Regions from separate parts of the Mus musculus genome. Here region 2 is linked to region 1. A link is a contact called in public Hi-C data. All regions are on one chromosome and are shown on one strand. The core of a region is the stretch at or near the end of the contact, and the rest is flanking DNA. Distances in the headings are between cores, read along the strand shown.

Region 1 (3,733 bases), core at 652-3,151:
TTCAGAGAGGGCAGAGGCAGGAGGATCACTGAGGCTGTTAGCCAACCTAGATAAAGGTTCAGTGACAGACCTTGTCTCAGGGGAAAAAAGTGTAGAGAGAAAGAGTAGGAGTCCTGCTGTTTTACACACACACACACACACACACACACACACACACGCACGCACGCATGCACCACACCCACCCACATGCAAGCACTCACACACACACACACACACACACACACACACACACGCATGCACCACACACACCCACATGCAAGCACACACACACACACACACACACACACACACACACACACACACACATATCACACACACACACCACACATGCAAGCACACACACACTCGACCATACCCATACCCACCCACCCCCACACCACACATGCAAGCACACACACTTAAGCACACACATGCATGCATGCGCATGCACACACATACTTAAAACGAAAGGCAGACACTGAGCCTGGGTCTGGGGATGCTGTAATCCTGATGTCAGCACCAACTCACGCCAGGGTTCGTTTCCCATCCCCTATAGGTTAGTATCTTCCCTCACCTTTACCTCCCACCGCCAGCTTCTATCAGCTCCAATGGCTATCACATTTACTTCATATTGTTCTTGTCTACCTCCCATCATCTCAGACATCTCTCTTACTTCCCTGCACCTCTGTCTTCACTGTGTCACACCCCTTCCACCTCCACCCTTCATCGTCTCCACTGTTCCTACCTTTCAACCACCATCTACTTTGCTGCACACCATCTATCTTCCACCTTCTCTTGGCCCGTCCATCCCCTCATCGCCTGTATCTCCTGCCATCTGTTTTCCAGCACATTCCACAACTTTGCACTACGTCTGGTTTCTGGCTTCCACCTTCCATCCTCCACCCCCATTATCTTCTTCTTCTCTAACATCCACTTCCCCTTGTTCATCATCCACTGCCTTCCACCTTCTGTATCCTCCACTTTCCACCTTTCATCACCACCACATTCTTTTCTCTTCCATGGCAGGTTTCTTGAGGCTCTTTATGATGGCTACAGCTCCTTCTTCTCTTCTTAGCTTTCCTTATGGTTCTCATGGCTCCTACACACATACCCTGGAAACACCATAATCATCAAACTATTTACCAGGTTGTGAGTTTGTGTGTGTGTGTGTGTGTGTGTGTGTGTATGTGCATATATTTCATCTATGTGCCAATAGCACTTTTTCTGTATTAAGGATGATGGGTAGCTTTAAGAAGTGATATTTATATAGGAGTTTAGTTCTGTCTCCATCCACTTAGGTAGGTAGAATAGGTAGGTGGACTTTAAGGATGATATAGGAACTTATACTTTGCAAATTCATCCATCAGCCTTTAGCTCATGCATCTGAGAATTCTGGTGGGACATGGAAAGTCAGGGCATGTGTCATAGTCTCCAAAGGACAGAAAAGGGGCTTGAAGGGCAGACACAGTGGGGTTCTCAGGACCCACAATTGAAGGGTGAAATAGCTGGCCAGAGAGCCTTCGGTTGGCCCTTCTTTTGCTTGGTTCTGTATATACCACATGTCATGTCCATTTTCTTGCTAGTTAAACCAAGGCACAGAGGTCCGTATGGGAGGAGAGTGAGGCTGCCCAGGTGTTTCCTAGTGGGATAGGGGTTTTCATTTCAGGACTCGACTGAAGATGGGGATCAGGTGCCTGAAGAGGGTGTCAGGTGTGGGGGTTTATGCTCTCCAGATCCCAAGATCCCAGGACACTGGGTTTAGATCCACATGCCTCCTGGGTTCTGCAGGCTTGGATCTGGGTTTTGTTTGCTAAGCGGAATTTTCCAGCCCCCAGCCGGGAAGCTGGCAGAGCTAGCTTGCTGCTAATTTCATTTTCCTAACTCACCAGCTTGGCAAGGCTTGGCCTCTCCAGCTTCAGTCTCTTGGAACCTCATTCCCACCTTTCTTAGCCAAAGAAAGCGAGCAAGCTGTGACTCACCAGAAATGCTCACTGCTAGTTTCTAGCCATAAAGAAGAAAATATATACATCTGCGGTAGTTCTGCCCTTATGTCCTAGCTCAGCAGCTTCTGCCTGCCGGGGAGAGGCTTCGAGGCAAGATGAGAAAAGCAAGAGAGTTAGTGTGCCTGAGATGAGGGGAGGCTGGCTCGCTTCGTTTTAATGTCTTCTAAAATGGAGACTGCAGCAAGGAACAGTAGCAGAGTGAGCTAGAGATCAGCCCTGGGTGCCATTTTGAAGAAAGAACGTGTGGTCCCAGGAAAAGGAGAGCGGACGCACAGGTTCCTGGTACTCCACCCTCATCTGTCACCTGCACTCTTCATATTGATTTCTGCAGTCCCCATAATGCGGATGGTGCATGGGATGAGGTAGCAGGCCCCCCAGGACCCAGCTGCCCTGCGGATCCTCCAGCCTCACTATCCACCACGTTCACCCCTATGAATCTTGCTTCCTCTACTTCGCTTATCTTTACTGAGTCCCTTAAATGTATGTGCCCAACTCCTTGCCCCCCAGGAAGGCCACTCGTCTAGTACTTTTCCTTTGCCACCTCTAATTCTTCTTAGAAGCCTACCTTACCTTTCTCCTCATAGACACTTCAGTGAACCTCGAAGTCAGGTCTCAAGACTCCTGCTCTGAGCCCCTATGGCACGGCATGCCCCTTCATTCTAGCACTTTCTGACCATCTAGTTCTACACTCAACCGGGACATGTCCAGTGACTGTCTTCCCTCAGCACACTGTCAACTGTGTGGAGAACACACACGCTCAAAGGCTCTCTTGAGCCTGGCCCTACAGATTGCCCATCATAAAGGCGTTGCGCAGATGAGCCACTGAATAACAACGAGAAAGCTCTTTTCTTGTGTTTAGTGACATGGTTTGAATAGCTAGGCCACAAGCATAGGTGACCTTTACATGGTAACATCCAGAGGAGGTAGGCATAGGAGAGGACTCCTCCCAGGGCCAGGTGTCTTTTTGTTTCCCCTTGGTGACTCTTATTGGTGGCCCACTTAGGTGGTGGTGAGGGTCTGGTATCCTTCTGCAGCATGACTAGCTCCAACTCTAATCCTGGCTGTGGACAGCTCACCTGGTGTAGTCATTGCTTTTGGTTGCTGTGATTAAGCCATGATTAAAAGAGACTCAGGGAAGAAAAGGTTCATTTTGTTGGCTTAGGGTTCCAGAGGGGAGTCCATAATGACTGAGGCTTCTTCACTAGCTAGGATTCACCTCCCCAGATAGCACCTAACCAGGGACCAAGGGTCCAGATAGAGGAACCTACCGAGGACATTTCTCATTCAAGCCACTGTGCCCAGCATTGAGTTGGCCTGAGCGGGGCCCCACACATTTGTGTAGCCAAAGGACAGGGAGGAGATGGGAAGGCAGAGCTAGCTGTTTCCCATGCTTGGTGGAACTTCAGAGTGGGCATGCTGCTTAGAAGGCAGATAGGTTCACTCCCCCTGCCTGTCCCTTCCTTGTTCCTTGTCATGGGAGTGGGGAGAGTTGCCTCTCTGACTGCAGCCTTGTCAGACTCTGGGGGAGGGGGGAACTGTCTCCCTTCCCAGCCAAAATTCTAACCTTTTCTTCATTCCCAAAGGCTCTTTCTAGTTCCCTGGGTGCCTAGCCAGAAAACAGGTGCCATGCTGGATTTTTCCTCCTCTGCTCCCACCCTAAACCTGTCCAGTTTGCCTCCTAAATCCAGTCAATACCCAGGCCCTGAATCCCTCCACTTCTCCCTTGGCCCTGGATGCCACTCCCTGTCCTC
Region 2 (3,814 bases), core at 691-3,190, 180 kb before region 1:
AAAAGGAAAGATGGGGCAGATAGTCTTCGAGCAGAGCCCTCATGAGGGATGCAGATGCTTGGGGCAGAATCACCCCGGGCATAGCCATTTTGACAGTTCTTTCCGTAGAGCAAGTCAGCTCTTCTGGCTTCTAGATGCGTCCATATTGTATGTCAATCTTACAAAGGGCTTAGTCATGTCTCTGCCTCTTTCCAAATGGATAGTTTCCTCAGCATGAAGACTGACTCCCCAGTCCCTTGGTCAGGTGCACCTCTAAACATCAGCCAATGCTCAGCACCCAGCACCTTGTGTAGTCGGCTTTCCAGAGCGGCCACAGATACTGGAGACAACAAACCTGTCAAAAGGAACCGTGTATTTTAGCCCATAGATTGGAAATCTCAGTCTGTGAATGGTTGGTCCCCTTACTTCTGAACCCGTGGTGTGGCACATTATAGTGGCAACACACAGTGTAGAAGAGAGCCCTTCACGTCAGGTGCAGATAAACGAAGAGACCAGAGTCCCATAATTCCCTCAGGTCTTGCCTTTCCCTATTACCTAAAGCTTCCCCCTAGGGCTCCACATCTTGAAGTTCTACCTCCTCCTAGCAACACCTAGCAACACCTTGGCCCAGGAACCAACTGTTTAACACATGAGCCTTTGAAGGACATTTAAGATTCAAACGCAGCACATTTACAGTTCCCTAACTGTGAGAACAACCTCTCTCTCCTGCAGTGGTCATACGGCTTTAGTAAATGCATGTTTATCAAGTGTAATTCGCATTACACGTGTTAGTGTGGACTTTTCAAGTCGGCAGAGTCTTAGGCGCTGACGCAGTGAGTGCTGTACTCTTCTGGTTCCTCCTCCACTCACGTGGTTCCTTGGGGGAGGGGCTAAATGAAGTCATAAGAATAAATTATTCTGGACAAGGTTAATCATGTAATCAGCAGCATTCAGTATCGTTTAAGTTACTCAGGATGGGTGAGTTCTTAAGACCTATACAACATCACGCCGGAGTCAGTGCCGCCCTGCCTGAATATAGGAAAGTCTCATGCTGTGTGCTTACTACTAAAAACAAGCATGACGCACTCCTTTAATCCCAGCACTTAGGAGACAGAGGCAGGAGGATCTCTATGAGTTCGAGGTCAGCCTAGTCTACAGAGTAAATTCCAGGACAGCCAGAAACCCTGCCTTGAAAAACTAAAATGAACAAACAAACAAACAAACAAACAGCTAGGCATAATGGTGCATGACTTTAATCCCAGCACGCGGGAGGCTGAGGTCAGAGGACCTCTTGTGAGTTTGAGGACAGCCTAGCCTTTATACCCAGCCAGAGATATAAAGTGAGCCCCTGTCTCAAAATAACAACAAGAATATCCATCCAAACCCTAAGTAAACAAAAGTTAAGGGAAAATAAGTAACTTAACAGCATTTCCAGAACAAAGGATCGCCACTTATTCTTTGCATTCTTCACAACTCATTGCCATTTTGAAACAGCGTGGTTAAGAGAATGTGTGTGGGTAAAGGAGTTAACAATTGCAGGCATTATCATCATCGCTAGCTTCCGATGTCCTTGTAAGTTCTGAAATTCAGAGACTAGAAGCGGCTTCCTTGGGTTACAATGATCTGGTCAGAGCAGCCACCAGTAATGTTCTCAGAGTGCCTCACCAGGTGGCGCTCTTTTACCGGGATAGGTTCTGACCAACTCCCTCCTCCCACTTCCCAGCATGCAGTAGCCTCTTCCCCACCAGTTCAGCCCAGCCTTGTAGAGCTAGCTGGGATATTGTGTCTAAGCCTTGTTTCAGACAGGGAGAAATAAAATTTTGAGAAAGTATGTCTCTGGGCTCAGAGACCCTACGTCACCAGGTGGAGTCCGGGTTTATTCAATTCTGAGCCTCATCTGCCTCCCAGTGCTTCTCTTATTCGGCTCTCTGCAGACGCTTCTAGATCTTGCCTTGCAGGCTTCCCTCACAGTGGATCCTGGTGGGCAGAGCTAGTGCTCCTCTCCTAGGCATTTGTCACTTTCTGCTATTACGGGTGGAGAAGGTATTTGGGAACAAGAAAGGGAACAGGCTCTTTTTATTTCTTCCCCTTCCGGAGGCATTCAGGGGCAGTGTATGTGCAGCTAGGGGAAGGGACCTGGAACCAAACCGTCTTTGTCATGACTCTTCCCCTTTTCACAGCAGGATAACAGGCTGTGAGTAAACTTGTGTCTCATTATTCCATCCATAAAGTTGGGGCAGTAAAATATCCCATGGGAGCCGCCATAGACGAAGCACTCACTGCAGTCGGGTGCTTATGGTGAGCATCATGGTTCACCAGCATCCTACCTGGACAGAAAAACTTCTGGGAGGATGCCGGGCTGCCCATACTGGCCCTCACCTGTGTCTTCCTGCTACAGCATCCTTTTATGACACCTGTCACATATTTCAGTGATGCTGTGTGTTAAGTCTAGGCTCTCATACTCGCAATGGACCTGCAGCCCAACCCAGGGAAGTGGGTACTTAGCATGTTCCCATCACATGGAGGAGGCTCAGATATGACAAAGTCATCTCTCCAGGTCACTGCCTAGCGACAGGAGGGTGCCTCACAGTCAGGCCTGTCTGATTAAGCTGTAAGATTCAAGCTGTTTACTTCTGCATTCTACTGCTCTTTTGAAACTGGCAATAACAGTAAGCAGGACCCCTCACAGTGTGGGCATCATCCGGACTGCCGAACCCACATCCCAGGACCACCCATCTGTAGAGTGATGGTTCTTAACCCTTTAAAATAATCTATCTATCTATCTATCTATCTATCTATCTATCTATCTATCTATTAGCAGGATTTTCATCCTAGCACTGGGTAGGCTGAAACTCTATTTAGACCAGGCTGGCATTGAGCTCACAGAAATCCATTTGCCTCTTCTTCCTTAGTGCTGGGATTAAAGGCAGGTGCTACCACACTAGGCTAGATTTATTTCTGTTGTTTTTATGACATGCATGTGTCTGTGTGGATATATGTCCCCTGTGTTGGGGTGCTTGAGGAAGGCGGAGAGGGTGTTGGGTCCCCTTGGGGCTGGAGTTTTGTGTGCTGGGAGCCTGGTGAGGGTGTTGTTAAGCAAACTTTGAACCTCTGGAAGAGCAGCAGGTGCTCTTAACCTGGGGGACAAAGATGTAGAGGTCACTCATGTTTTTCTGCCCCTCTCCCCAAGGTCCTTTGGGTGACAAATACAAGGATTCTTAGATTATATTTAGCCCCACAACCTTCAAGGGTCACCTGCCCCCATCTCGTTTTTTTTTTTTTTTTTTTTGTGCAGCCTCAGGCTAGCTCTTTGGGCAGCCAGGCAGCCTGCATCCCAGGCACGTGAGGTCCTTTGAGCCATCCAAGATGTAACACAAGCACTCTGTGACTCAGACCAGACTCTCTGGGATTTTTCCTTTCTGGGCATGTGACAGTCTGTGCAGTATCAACAGCTTTTAGCAAGGAAAGAAACAGACACCACATTACTGTCACAAAATCATAGATGGCAGGCAGGCTCAGAAGGACCATGCATAGAAAATCAATAGTGGGCCCTGTTGAGGGCAGAAGGAAGGAAGGAAGGTCTGTCTGTCTGTCTCTGGCATGTGATGGTCTTCTAAACAAAAATTCTCAATCTCATCTATGTCAAGGTAATGGCTTGTTGAAAGGAACTGTCCTGTGTATTGTCTGGTGTGAGTATCATCATTGTCTGCCACCCACAAGATAGTAAAACATTCCCCGAGTAGGGCAATAGCCAAATGTCTCTAGATGTTTCCGATGTGGTAGGAGATAGAACTGCTTCCTCACCGCTCTCTTATTGAGAATCACTATTGTAAAA

What was found. A called contact is a pair of places that touch in the nucleus more often than the background predicts.
Region 2: a contact with region 1 is called in a Hi-C map of cerebral cortex, with 3 times the contacts expected there. The contact joins two enhancer-like sites. A contact is called at or near these places in 2 of 15 datasets of contacts at CTCF or cohesin (the NIH/3T3 cell line and pro-B cells), 6 of 484 Hi-C or Micro-C datasets (the N1E-115 cell line, bone marrow-derived macrophages, cerebral cortex and 3 more), 5 of 115 datasets of contacts at active chromatin or transcription factors (bone marrow-derived macrophages, differentiating embryonic stem cells, embryonic basal ganglia and 2 more) and 4 of 9 other capture datasets (adipose tissue, embryonic stem cells, embryonic tail and 1 more).

The regions. Positions count from the first base shown.
Region 1 is chr6:112,821,454-112,825,186 of GRCm38.p6, reverse strand. All of the region lies in intron 2 of Srgap3 (SLIT-ROBO Rho GTPase activating protein 3), which reads left to right. Among named protein-coding and RNA genes, the nearest start is that of Gm26799, 120 kb to the right of the region's middle. Within about 2 kb of position 1,901, at least 29 of the 459 cell types and tissues checked have an H3K27ac peak or open chromatin away from gene starts, as enhancers often do. A contact at or near this core is called in the N1E-115 cell line, cerebral cortex and forebrain, where this site is marked.
Region 2 is chr6:112,998,952-113,002,765 of GRCm38.p6, reverse strand. No RefSeq gene overlaps it. Among named protein-coding and RNA genes, the nearest start is that of Gm43868, 45 kb to the left of the region's middle. Within about 2 kb of position 1,940, at least 70 of the 459 cell types and tissues checked have an H3K27ac peak or open chromatin away from gene starts, as enhancers often do. A contact at or near this core is called in the N1E-115 cell line, cerebral cortex and forebrain, where this site is marked.